Regions from separate parts of the Mus musculus genome. Here region 1 is linked to region 2. The links are chromatin contacts, called in public HiChIP or PLAC-seq maps. All regions are on one chromosome and are shown on one strand. Each heading gives the region's core, a stretch centred on a gene start, on an enhancer-like site or on the middle of the called end of the contact. The rest is flanking DNA. Distances are from core to core; before and after follow the strand shown.

Evidence for each region. HiChIP or PLAC-seq counts read pairs in DNA pulled down with a chosen protein or histone mark.
Region 1: a contact with region 2 is called in a FOXA1 HiChIP or PLAC-seq map of pancreatic cancer cells. The contact joins two enhancer-like sites. A contact is called at or near these places in 1 of 15 datasets of contacts at CTCF or cohesin (the NIH/3T3 cell line) and 1 of 115 datasets of contacts at active chromatin or transcription factors (pancreatic cancer cells).

Annotation. Positions count from the first base shown.
Region 1 is chr6:91,732,691-91,737,923 of GRCm38.p6, reverse strand. Slc6a6 (solute carrier family 6 (neurotransmitter transporter, taurine), member 6) reads right to left here. Exons shown (of 15, transcript NM_009320.4): 6 at 2,701-2,833. Among named protein-coding and RNA genes, the nearest start is that of Gm44981, 13 kb to the right of the region's middle. Within about 2 kb of position 1,288, at least 60 of the 459 cell types and tissues checked have an H3K27ac peak or open chromatin away from gene starts, as enhancers often do. A contact at or near this core is called in the NIH/3T3 cell line and pancreatic cancer cells, where this site is marked.
Region 2 is chr6:91,190,709-91,196,390 of GRCm38.p6, reverse strand. No RefSeq gene overlaps it. Among named protein-coding and RNA genes, the nearest start is that of Fbln2, 19 kb to the left of the region's middle. Within about 2 kb of position 3,365, at least 60 of the 459 cell types and tissues checked have an H3K27ac peak or open chromatin away from gene starts, as enhancers often do. A contact at or near this core is called in the NIH/3T3 cell line and pancreatic cancer cells, where this site is marked.

The DNA of each region.
Region 1 (5,233 bases), core at 39-2,538, 540 kb before region 2:
GTCTGGAGTCCCCAGTTAGAAGTAGGTGTTCAGAGGTAGGATCTAATCTAGGCCAAGTACTTTTGGGGCTCCCCTATCTTTGGGAGTGTTACTGTTGCTGCCACCTCCCCATCACACCTACCCAGCCGTCTCTCTAGAAAAAGCTACCCTTGTTTTGTAGCCTTTGCTACTCCTTGGATGAGCCCGAGAACCATTCTCTCAACTTTTCCGTGACTGTCCCTCGGGATCCTCTAGGGAGAGGCTGGTGCCAGGCGCCACCTTGGGCCCCTGACTGTGGCCCAGTAGGCCTTGCTGTGGGACGTGGTATTTTTCCACTCCTGTTGCTGATCCTTCAGAACAGGGCCAGAGGCCTTGTGGAAAATGGAGGCTTAGGGGGCACCTCATCCCTGGTCCTCTGGAGGTTAGTGGGTTTGCAAGAGGGACCTGGCTTCCGGTCTCCTGCTACTTAGCTTTACTTGGGAGCAGATGGCCTGACCAGCAAGCTCATTCGATTACATTACACCAGGGGAAACTGAGGCTGAGCAAGGTAAGAGGTTTTGTAAAGTCATTCCATTTATAATGGACAGAGCTGGGTCCAAACCCAGAACTAGCCCTGTCTGCCCCATTCTGCTTTGTTTCTGACAAAACAGGCTGTCCTGGAGTGTGACCACAGACCCAGCCACACACAGATCCAGACCTTTCCAGGGTGAGCACCAACAACCTGTCTCCTTGTGAGAGCAAGCAGGAACATGCCAGGCTTCTGCCTCCCTGCACCTGCCAGCCAGCACGAGGATGAGACGGAGAGGTGGGAGAAGGGAGTTGCCTGAGTTCAAATCCCAGTCTGGTCACCGACAAGCTGTGTAGCGTTGGGGAACGTTAGTTAAGCTCTCTGAACCTCAGTTTCAATTGTACAGGATCAGAGAACTTCAGGGGGATTAAATGAGCTGTCGCCAACATAGAGGTGACTCGTGAGTATTTCAGCAACCTGGTTAGTTGAATAAGTGAAACTGACATTCATCCTGGGACCTGTTTCAGACCCTCAGAGAGTTGGAAAGGCCAGGAAAGAAAAGCCAAGCACCTGAACTCGGGTCCTCCATCCATCACCCTCCCGTCTCCTGGACTAAGTTAGCCACAGAAACAAACTTGGCCACATCTGGTGTGCAGCCAGGGCTGGAAGCTGAAGCCAGCCAGTGGGTGGGCCCCTAAATGGGGTAGGCGGGCAGGCGGATGGCCTCTGAAGGCCTCTCAGCACTGAGCTGGAGAAAGTCCACAGAGTTGTTTGTCTTGGCTTCTCTGACCCATCAGGGCTGCTATTGTTCTAGGAACCACACGTGCCTCACAAGCAGGGTATAGCTCAGGGTAGATTGGGGTGCCTCTGGCCAGTCATGTTTTCACAGTAGCCATAGCTACACCCTGGCACCCCCCTATTTGGCCTTGGCTCTGTCCCCTTTGTAAGTGTGCTGTGTCTCAAACATTGCTGACTGTGCCTTGTAGACATCAACTTACTCCATAAGACTGAAGTAAGCTCCCTACATCCTGGCCAGATGCACTCCAGGGCCTTTTACACTGACCACTGCCTCTGTCTGCAACCCTCTTCAGATACTCAACTCTCTATCCCCTACTCCTGTTGGCTCAGTCACCACAGTCACTTTTGCCCAGCCACCCTATAAATGGCACATGTGCCCCCTGCTCATCTTTCTAGCTCTTCCCAGTAGCCACACATGTTGAACATGTAGATACCTTCACTCTGTTTCTACAACGAGATCCACATACAAGAGGCTCAAAGGACATCACAACTGAACCGGACTGACTCTCTCCAGCATGCTTAGCACCAGAGTTCCCCCAGACACTCCTGGACAGACTAGCTTTATATGGGAAAAGGAGGCAGAGGGAAGAAGGCAATTGCTACTTCCTCAAGAGTGAAGGACAGGTCCATTGGTCTGCAGACCTGAATCTTGATGTGCCTCATCTCAACCCTCAAGTTCACTGTTCAACAGCCAAGGGGGCAGCTCAGGGGAGGGGCTGCTCTTAGACAAGCTGCCTGACCTCTTATGAGTCTTAGCTTCCTTGGTGTTTATAGGAGAATAACAAGCACGCTCCCAGGACTGTGGGGCAGTAGGAAGCACAGTGGGCAGGGTCCCTAAGAGAACAGACAACATCACATTGCCTATTTGTCTTACGGAGAATGTTAGCAGGGAGTGGTCCAGGCCTGGCTGGCTTCCCTTCAGACTGAGGTTCAGTACAGCAGGGGGCTCTGCACCCTGTACAAGGACAGTCATACAGGGCAGCTGGGTGGTCCTGCTTCAGCATCTCTTTTAAACTCTGGGTGCTGCCAGATCACTTTGCAAAGTTAGGGTCCACATTGTGGGTGGATAATCAAAGCCAGCAGTAGGGCCGCCACTGGCCTTTGGCTCCGCTAGCTTAGCTCACCATACCAACAGTGCACATCAGTGGCTGGTGACAGAAGCTCAGTGGGGACACCTTGGTTGCCTGCCAGTCACAAGGTCACTAATCTCCTGATCAGTGAGTAGGGGACACCCAGGGACTTTACCCAGTAAGAGACAAAGCCACACGGGGCTGTGTGTGTGTGTCTTGTCAGAGCACTCCTATGTCCAACATGGAACCTCCTTCTAGGTAGCACTCACTGAAAGGTACTTCAGCCTTCAAGAGGAGCTGGCCACAGTGGGGCTGTCCCTGAGGCAGGGGATGGAGTCCACTCACCTTGCCTGTGGATCGAACACCCTTCCAGATGCAGAAAAAACAGACGAGCCAGACTAAGAGGAGGCAGAGCGCGAGGTCCCATTTCAGACTGCCTGGGTTGTCGATTCCGGAGGACAGGCTGAGCACATTGCGCCTTTAGGGAAAGAGAACAAGAGGTCAGGGGTTGGGGGCCACTTGGCAGCTAAGCCAGCATGGGCAAGACCCTGGGTTCTGTTACCGGCACCATGACAAAATGAACTACAAAGTGCTCATTTTCATTCCAACACTGGGGAGGTTAAGGCAGACAGGACTGCCTTGAATTTGAGGCAAGCCTGGGCTACATCATGAATTCCAGGCCAGCCTAGACGACAGAGTGTGACTTTGTCTCCAAAAAAAAAAAACCCAAAAAAAACCAAAAAAACAACCAACCAACCAACCAACCAAACAAACAAACAAACAAAAAAACCAAAGTCAGGATTCTTAATAGGTGATCTCAGGCTCACTCCAGCCTGGCCATGAGCAAGTCAAGTCCCCGAGCCTCTGTTTCCTCATCTGTAAAGTGGAGACTGATTTAGTTGGCTGAGCAAAAAGGTACTTGCTGCCAAGGCTGCTGAACTGGCCTGCATGCATGGGACCTGCATGGTGGAAGTAAAGGATTGGCTCTTTCAAGTTGTTCTCTGACCGCACGCACACGTGTACACACACACACACACACACACACACACACACACACACACACACACACACACGTGCACACATACATTTGTAAATGAGGAGTGATCACCTGTATGACCCATGCTTGAGACTACAACCTTCAATTTTGACTGTGGGGCAAACACTGGGTTCAAGTCTCAGCCTCTCTCCAACTGTTAACCTTGGGCAAGTTATCTAACCAATCCAGGCCTCTCTTAGTATGTAAAGTGGGCGTGACTCCCTTCCCAGCACCCTCTGTGCTAGCTTCCTTGATAGAACTCGGATTGTTAGCTGGGAATGGTGGTGGTATGTACCTGTATCTCAAGCTGAGGCAGGAGGATTATGAGTTCCAGATTACCCAGGGCTACATAGTCAGATCCTTTCTCAAAAGAACAAACCAAACCAGCAACAACAACAACATCGTCATCAACAACAACAAATACCCTGCATATTATCTAAATTTTCCTCAAGGTATAACACTCAGAAAGGCAAAGTGGGTCCTGTATAGACACAGGGTACCCAGGGTACCTATCTTACTGGAGTAGCTTATGAGGAAAATAACCACAGAAAAAAGTCTGATACCATACCAAGGTCTGCTGGTGCTGTCCCCTGATACACCTGACCACATACTGCAGGATGAGAGTATACACACAGAGAAGATGCTGGTATACAGCAGATGCTTAAGCAAAACCCTGCTCTCAAGAAGAAGCAAGTCCATGGCTTTTAGGACAATTCCGGGAGAAGAGGCCTCTAACCCTGCTCAGGGTCACACAGCTGAGCTGGGGTCTGTGGAGTCAGAAACTGGACTTAAGTGCTGACCTCTGGCTATCTTTGCTGACCTCTGGCCATCTCTCCTGACCTCTGGCCATCTTTGCTAGTCTGCTGTTGCACACACACTCTCTCCCTGGGGCCCTCCCTATAGGGAAGGAGCCATAGGAAGCCACATGGGGTACTTACAGCCAAAATGGCTGTGAAACCAGGTATCCAGTGTCTCGCAGAGCCCCTGCTGAGCATGAGACCGCTTCCCTGGACACTGGCCTCCAGGTGACATGCCACCCACAGCTGATAGGACACAGGGTCTCCACACTCCAAGAGTCCCAGACAAAGACTGTTTTCTTTCCAGCTCTGGGTCCCAGGCCACCCTCTGCAGGAGTAAAGACCATAAGGCTGCCCTCTGAGCAAAGCAGCCTCCACATGGAATGTGGAATAAATCCCAGGGTCCCTCTCAAATGGCCTTCAAGCGACACATACGACCTACAGTCGTTCATTGTTCTCGGGACCTAGGATGACACCTGGAACACAGCGGAATTCAGTAAACACCCACTGAGTGAATGACCACCCCACCCCACCCCCAGAAGAACCAAGCCTCACATTACTGGATGGATGGATGATATAGCCCCAAGTCTAAAGGAGAGGCAACCTTCCTTTCCTTGATCTTTATCCTGCTGTTCACAGTGATATCAGTGCCCTCACTGTGTAGCTAGAATGGTGTGTGAGCCTCACACAAGAAACAGAAGCCTGCAGAGCCTGACTGCCATTATCTCATTCATTCCAAGGGGTACGGCTCACTACCCCATTTCACAGATGGGAAAACCAAGGCTTGGAGGGTCCACTTGCCCACATCTCAAGGTCACCAAAACTCCAGGGGCCTGCCTGATTCCAAAGCCACAGCTCTCTCAACTGTGTTGCAATATGGTCTGATCTTAAAAAAAAATAGCACCTACTTTTAAAGGGCCTCCAGGAGCTAGAAGGCTAGCTCAAAGGTTAAGAACACTGTATGCTCTTCCAGAGGATCTGGGTTTTATTCCTAGCACCCACATGGTAGTTCATAAGCATGTGTAACTCCAGTTCCAAGAGACAT
Region 2 (5,682 bases), core at 2,116-4,615:
TGCTGAGGGTGAGATGGGTCCCTCTGGTGCCAGAAGTCCAAAGCCAATCCCCAGGAAAGAAGGCCTCCACCAATAGCAAGCACTTCTGAAAGAATGTACTAGAGAGTTGCCTCTTCAAGAGTATTCGCATTGCTGATAGCCAGCCACTGCAGCTAAGGAGGTACAGGGAGGCCAGTAGAGTCTGTCTGGCCTGGTGGCAATCTTCCACCACAGAAGACTGGCCATATCTTCTTCTCCACCCTCCCTGTTCCTGGAACCGCAGGACACATGGTCCCAGGTGGAGAGGGACAGGGGTGTCTCAATTAGCAGTGGCTAAGCTGGGCTTTTTATGTCTGAGCACTGGGAGTTCCCAGAGATGTAGATAAAAGCATGGGTCACCAGAGCCTGTGGCCCAGGACACCACAAGACAGATGGAAAAGGAAAGACTTTCCCCTTTTTCTGCAAAGTCCAGACTGCTCAGTATACCCGTGATATATATGTTTAGACCTGTGCTGCCTAGAGAAAGCAAGAATGGTTATTTGGGGACTTAGGGGTGAAAAGAAATCAAGGCTGTGGTCCAGCCTCCCCCCACCACTTAAGGCTCTGCTCCCCTTCAGGCAGGGCTCCACTTCCCTCAATGACATTGAGGCCACCAGCCTCTCACCATTCAGCTGAGCTGCCTACCCCTTGCAGGCCCACTCGTGCCCATGAAGCTCTGCCCTGGCTTGTGGACAGGCACTCAGGCTTGGGGACACACCCAACTGAGGTGACTTGATGTGCCTGAGAAGTGGAGCCCAGTCAGGGGTGTGGGAGGATGGGGCTGAGCAATAAATGCTCCTAGCAAAAGCAAAAGACAGACCACCCTCACCAGACAGATGGGAAAACTCCTAAACAAAAACCAACACACTAATCCAGACAGTTCTCAAAAGACAGCAAAGGCAGGTGGATAGTGCTTCTCTTGAGCCAGGCATCCCAGAAGGGCCAGAAGATATCTGGCTCAGCAGTTAGGAATAGAGACTATTCTTGGAGAGCACCCAGTTCTGTTCCCAGCGCACAGCTACCTGTTACTTCAATTCTTGAGAGATTCAATACCCTCTTCTCACTTCCTTGGCATTTGCACATACAGTGCACCACACACACACTTTTAAACACTTTTTTTCCCCCAAAACAAGGTTATTCTGTGTAGCCCTGGCTGTCCTGGAACTCACTTTATAGATCCGCCTGCCTCTGCCTCCTAAGGCTGGGACTAAAGGTGTGTACCACCATAGCCCAGCGCCCCCCACCCTTTTGGACAGTACTCACTATATACCTCTGGCTAGCCTGGAACTCATTATACACACCAGGCTAGCCTCAAGTTCAGATCCATCTGTTTCTGAGTGATGAGATTAAAGGCACCACCATGTTCAGTTAAATTAAATAAAATAAACCTCAAAGGGGGAGTGTTCCCACTTTAACTGTAGATGGCTCTACAGTTAAGAGCACTGGCCGTTCTTGTAGAGAACCTGGGTTAGATTTCTGTAGCGGTCTGAATAAAAATGGTCCTCATAGATTCTTATATTTCCCATAAGCTTTTGTATTTGAATGTTTGGTCCCCAGTTGGTGGAATTATTTGGGAAGTATTGGGAGGTGTAGAATTGTTGAAAGAAAAAAAATATCACTAAGGGTTAGGCTTTGAGGTTTCAAAAGCCAACACCATTCCCAGTTAACTTTCCTGTCTCGTGGTTGTTTTAAGATGTAAGCCCTCAGCTACTGTTCCTCCCTATGCCTACCTGCCTACTGCCATGCTCTCTGCCATGACAGCCATGAACTTTAACCCTCTTAAACTGTAAGCCCCAAATACGTTCACATTAGTCATGGCAATAGAAAAGTAACCAAGACAGATTCTAAGCACCCCTGTGGCAGTCCTAGGAGATCTGGCACCCCCTTTTAGCCTCCATGGCTACTCCATGCATGTGGTACACAGACATACATGCAGGCAACATCTATACACATAAAATAACAGAATATAAAAAAGAAGGAGGAGGAGCAGAAGAAGCCACAGCCATCTTATTACAGACTGGAATGTGAGCTTGATGAAGCCGGGCTCCTCTTACAAAGGCAGCATGGAAAGAGCTGGAAGCTGACCCTACCTAGGCAAGCAGTCACTTCTCTGGATCCACTGGTTCTGGAACCTCTGGGAAGCCCAGATCCATAGGTGCTGAAGCCCTGAACAGCTTTCTGTGTCTGCCTCCCCCTTCCTCCATAAACATCTCTCACTTTTTAAAAATAGTTCCGTGATAGCTATAATGTTTATGCAACCTACCACTGCAGCTCAATAGAAAGAGGCAGGGTCACGGAGCCTTGGAGTCAATGCCCCAGAGCTTTCCATCTTCCCAAATGGCAACTCTGACCCCTTTAAAAGGTAACTCCCAGCCCCTGGCACACAATATGCTACCTTCTGGTTGAATTTAACTGTTTTAAGGATGCCACACAAGAAGAATTATCCAAAGTTTGCCTTTTTTATGAGCAACTTGTTCATTTAAATAACCAGAATTCATCCATGATTCCAGCTGGTGTCCAGTCCCCTGCCTTTTAGACATGGGTTCTATTGTCAGACGTGCTGTGCTCATTGGTTTACTTAGGGCTATTATAGTTACTGTGTGACAGGCATGGGTGTGCAAGCTGCTCTTTCCATCCCCACTATCATGTCTTGGGAGCATACATCTCTGATTTCTCCTACACAGACTCTCAGCTCTATCCAGGGGCCTCAGATGTCCCGTTTCAAAAGAAGCAGGCCTGTTGTTTGCTAGGAAAAGAGTATGGTGAGGTAGGAATGTGGAGGAGAAACCTGTGCTGGCATATCTTCACAGCAATCCAGAGCTGGGTCACAAGTGCCTGTGCTTGTCCAGGATAGTTTTAAAGTCAAGAGATCCAGAGATTCTATATTCTGGCTTCTCTTGAAAAGCTAGTGGGTGAATCTGAGTGGGATACCTGCAGCCAGAACCAAACTGTGGCCCTAATCTGGCCCGACTGTTCTCTGACCTTGTTCCCTGAGTTTCCTATGCTGAGCTGAGAGCCTGAAGTTCCATGTTTTGAGATGCCCTTTGACACCATGCTGTTTAACTTTAGCTGAGCCTTGGGGGACCAGGGCAGAGGTTAGATGGTACAGCCTTAAAGCAACAGGCTTTAAAAACAGATGCTGAGTGCAAGCTCTGTGTTGATGAAGTTCTGTGTACCAAGACAGTAATGTGCTGCCCCAGCACAGTCTTCATCTTTGCCAATCAACTTGGCATTCAGCCTGACTATGGCCACAGGGAAAGCTCTTCCAGAAGCATACAGATGGCCATGCCTCACCCTGCCTGGAAGCCCTGATGCCCCCTATGTCATCAGGCCAGAGTCTGGGTGACTCAGCCTGGTCTTCCAGGCTTGAGAGCTGGCTCTGTGGTTTCCTTTTTCCCATACCCATACCACATTCCTTCCTCTGCCTTGAGGCCCTTTCCTATCACTCTTTCTGAACACTCCTACTCATCCTGCAGGACCCAGCTCTGGAGAGAGAGACTGTAAGTAGCATGGGGTGGGGGTGTTGATAATGGACCACTGCTGCAGGCTGGGCTCTGGGGAGAAACAGATACACTGGCGGTGGTGGCAGAAACAGCACCCTTGAGGGAACCAGAGCAATGAGGAAGAGGAGAATGCAGTAGAGAGACTGGGGTAGGGCCCAGGGTTGGCTGCAAGGAGTACTGTCTAGCATGGGCAATGCTGGAGTCTGCCAGGGGTTCTGAACAAGAGAAGTACCCCCCGCCCCCAGGAGACTGAGGTCCACATGGATCTTGGCAGGAAATGGAAGAGGATGACGAGTCAGGATGGAATGGCCTAGAAAAGAATCAGAGGATACAAACCAGCTGGGAAAGCAGAGAGCAAGGTACCAGAGGGCCACAGAGGGCATGCAGTCAATGTTATGCCCAAGTCCATACTGCCCAACCCTAAGGTTCAGATGGAGGAGAGCAAAAAAGATGTGAATGGAGTAGGGCTGGGGTCAATCAGTTACCATGTATAGCAGCAGGGCAGTGGGGCAACAGGGCAGCAGGGCACAGGGCAACAGGGCAATGGGGCAGCGGGGCAGCTAGGCAGTTGGGCAGTGGGGCAGTGGGCAGCAGGGCAATGGGGCAGCGGGGCAGCTGGGCAGTTGGGCAGTGGGGCAGTGGGCAGCAGGGCAATGGAGCAGCGGGGCAGCGGGGCAAGGGGCAGCAGCCATGTGTCACTTTAACAGAGATCTTGCCTATGGAAGTGGGAATAGTAGATAGTTTGGCAAACTCCTTTCTTGAGATTACCTAGATCCGTATCTCGGCCTCTGTTTCATCCCTCTCATCCTAGCCACTCAGCTCTGGTTTAGGCCCCTCTAGCCACCCTCATTGGCTGTCCTGGGAAAGCTGTCTGCCCATGCCCATTCAGTGCACTAGTGGCTTTGGCCTCTCAGATCCAAAGAGCGGTCTTTCCTGCTGCCCCGCCATAGAGATGTTCCCCCGGAGCCAGAGACTCCAAATCCTCTTGGCCTTTATCCTGCCTGTATACAACCTGGGACACAGCCCAGTCCTGAGTCTGAGTGATAGTGGGGGTTAGAAGTCTCCAGGGCCAGTGTATCTCTGGGTATGCCCTGTCATCCCAGGACGACCACATCTGCCATCTCAGTTTCCCAGCTCAGAGAGCTGTGAGCTCGCCCCTCTCACAGCACAGCTGCTTAGCAGCTCTCTTCTCCCCAGCCACTGGGCCCAGCAGGGACCCTGGATCAGCAGTGATGCTCACCACACTGGTGACCCTAATCCTATGTGCAGACAGGGCTAGTCCCAAAGCCTTCCCCTCACAAGAGGCCTTTGTCTGGCTGGTCTTCTGCCCACTCCCCCATCTTTCCTTGTCCTCTGCCAGGAAGGAAGTTTCCTGCAGAGCATCTCCTACTTCAGACCTCAGATCAGTAGCCCCATCCTGCAGTAAGAAGAGACTGGAAGGGCCAGATGTGGGCTCCCTCTTGTTGTCATGTCCTGATGCAGACCCTTGGGCTCATTCCTGCACTGTTCTAAGCCCACTCCTTGAACCTCTAGATGCTTTCCTTCCCAGAACAGATTTAAGAAGAGGTCATTCTTGACAGTCCTCAGCATCACAAGCCCATTGCAAACTCAAGGCCTAACGCTCATGTAGCCTCAAGCCTGACTCCTCCTGCCCATGTGACTTGCTAGGTTGTTGCTGTACCCCTGAGCAGACATGGTGGCAATCTCCCTTCATTCCTAAACTGACTTAGTTACTATTCTATCCCCGTGACACCACAACCAAGGCAACTTAGAAAAGACAGCATTTAATTTGGGTAATTTGGGTCTAACAGTTCCAGAGGGTTCGAGTCCATGACCATCATGGTGGAGAAATGACAGAGGCAGGCATAGAATCGGAGCGATAGCTGAGAGCTTACATCTGATCCACAAGCACAAGGCAGAGAAAGAGAGAGCTAACTGGGAAACTGATGCTTGTGGAGGTCAGAAGATGGTGTTGGATCCCCTGGAACTGGAAGTTCAGATGTTATGAGCCATCATCATGGACATGTTGGAAATCAAATCCAGGTCTCCTGGAAGATCAGCCAGTGCTTTTAACTGCTTAGCCATCTCTCCAGTCCCCCAAAAGTGCTTTTTAAAAATTCAGTGATGGGCTAGGGGATGTAGCTCAGCTAGCAATGTGCTT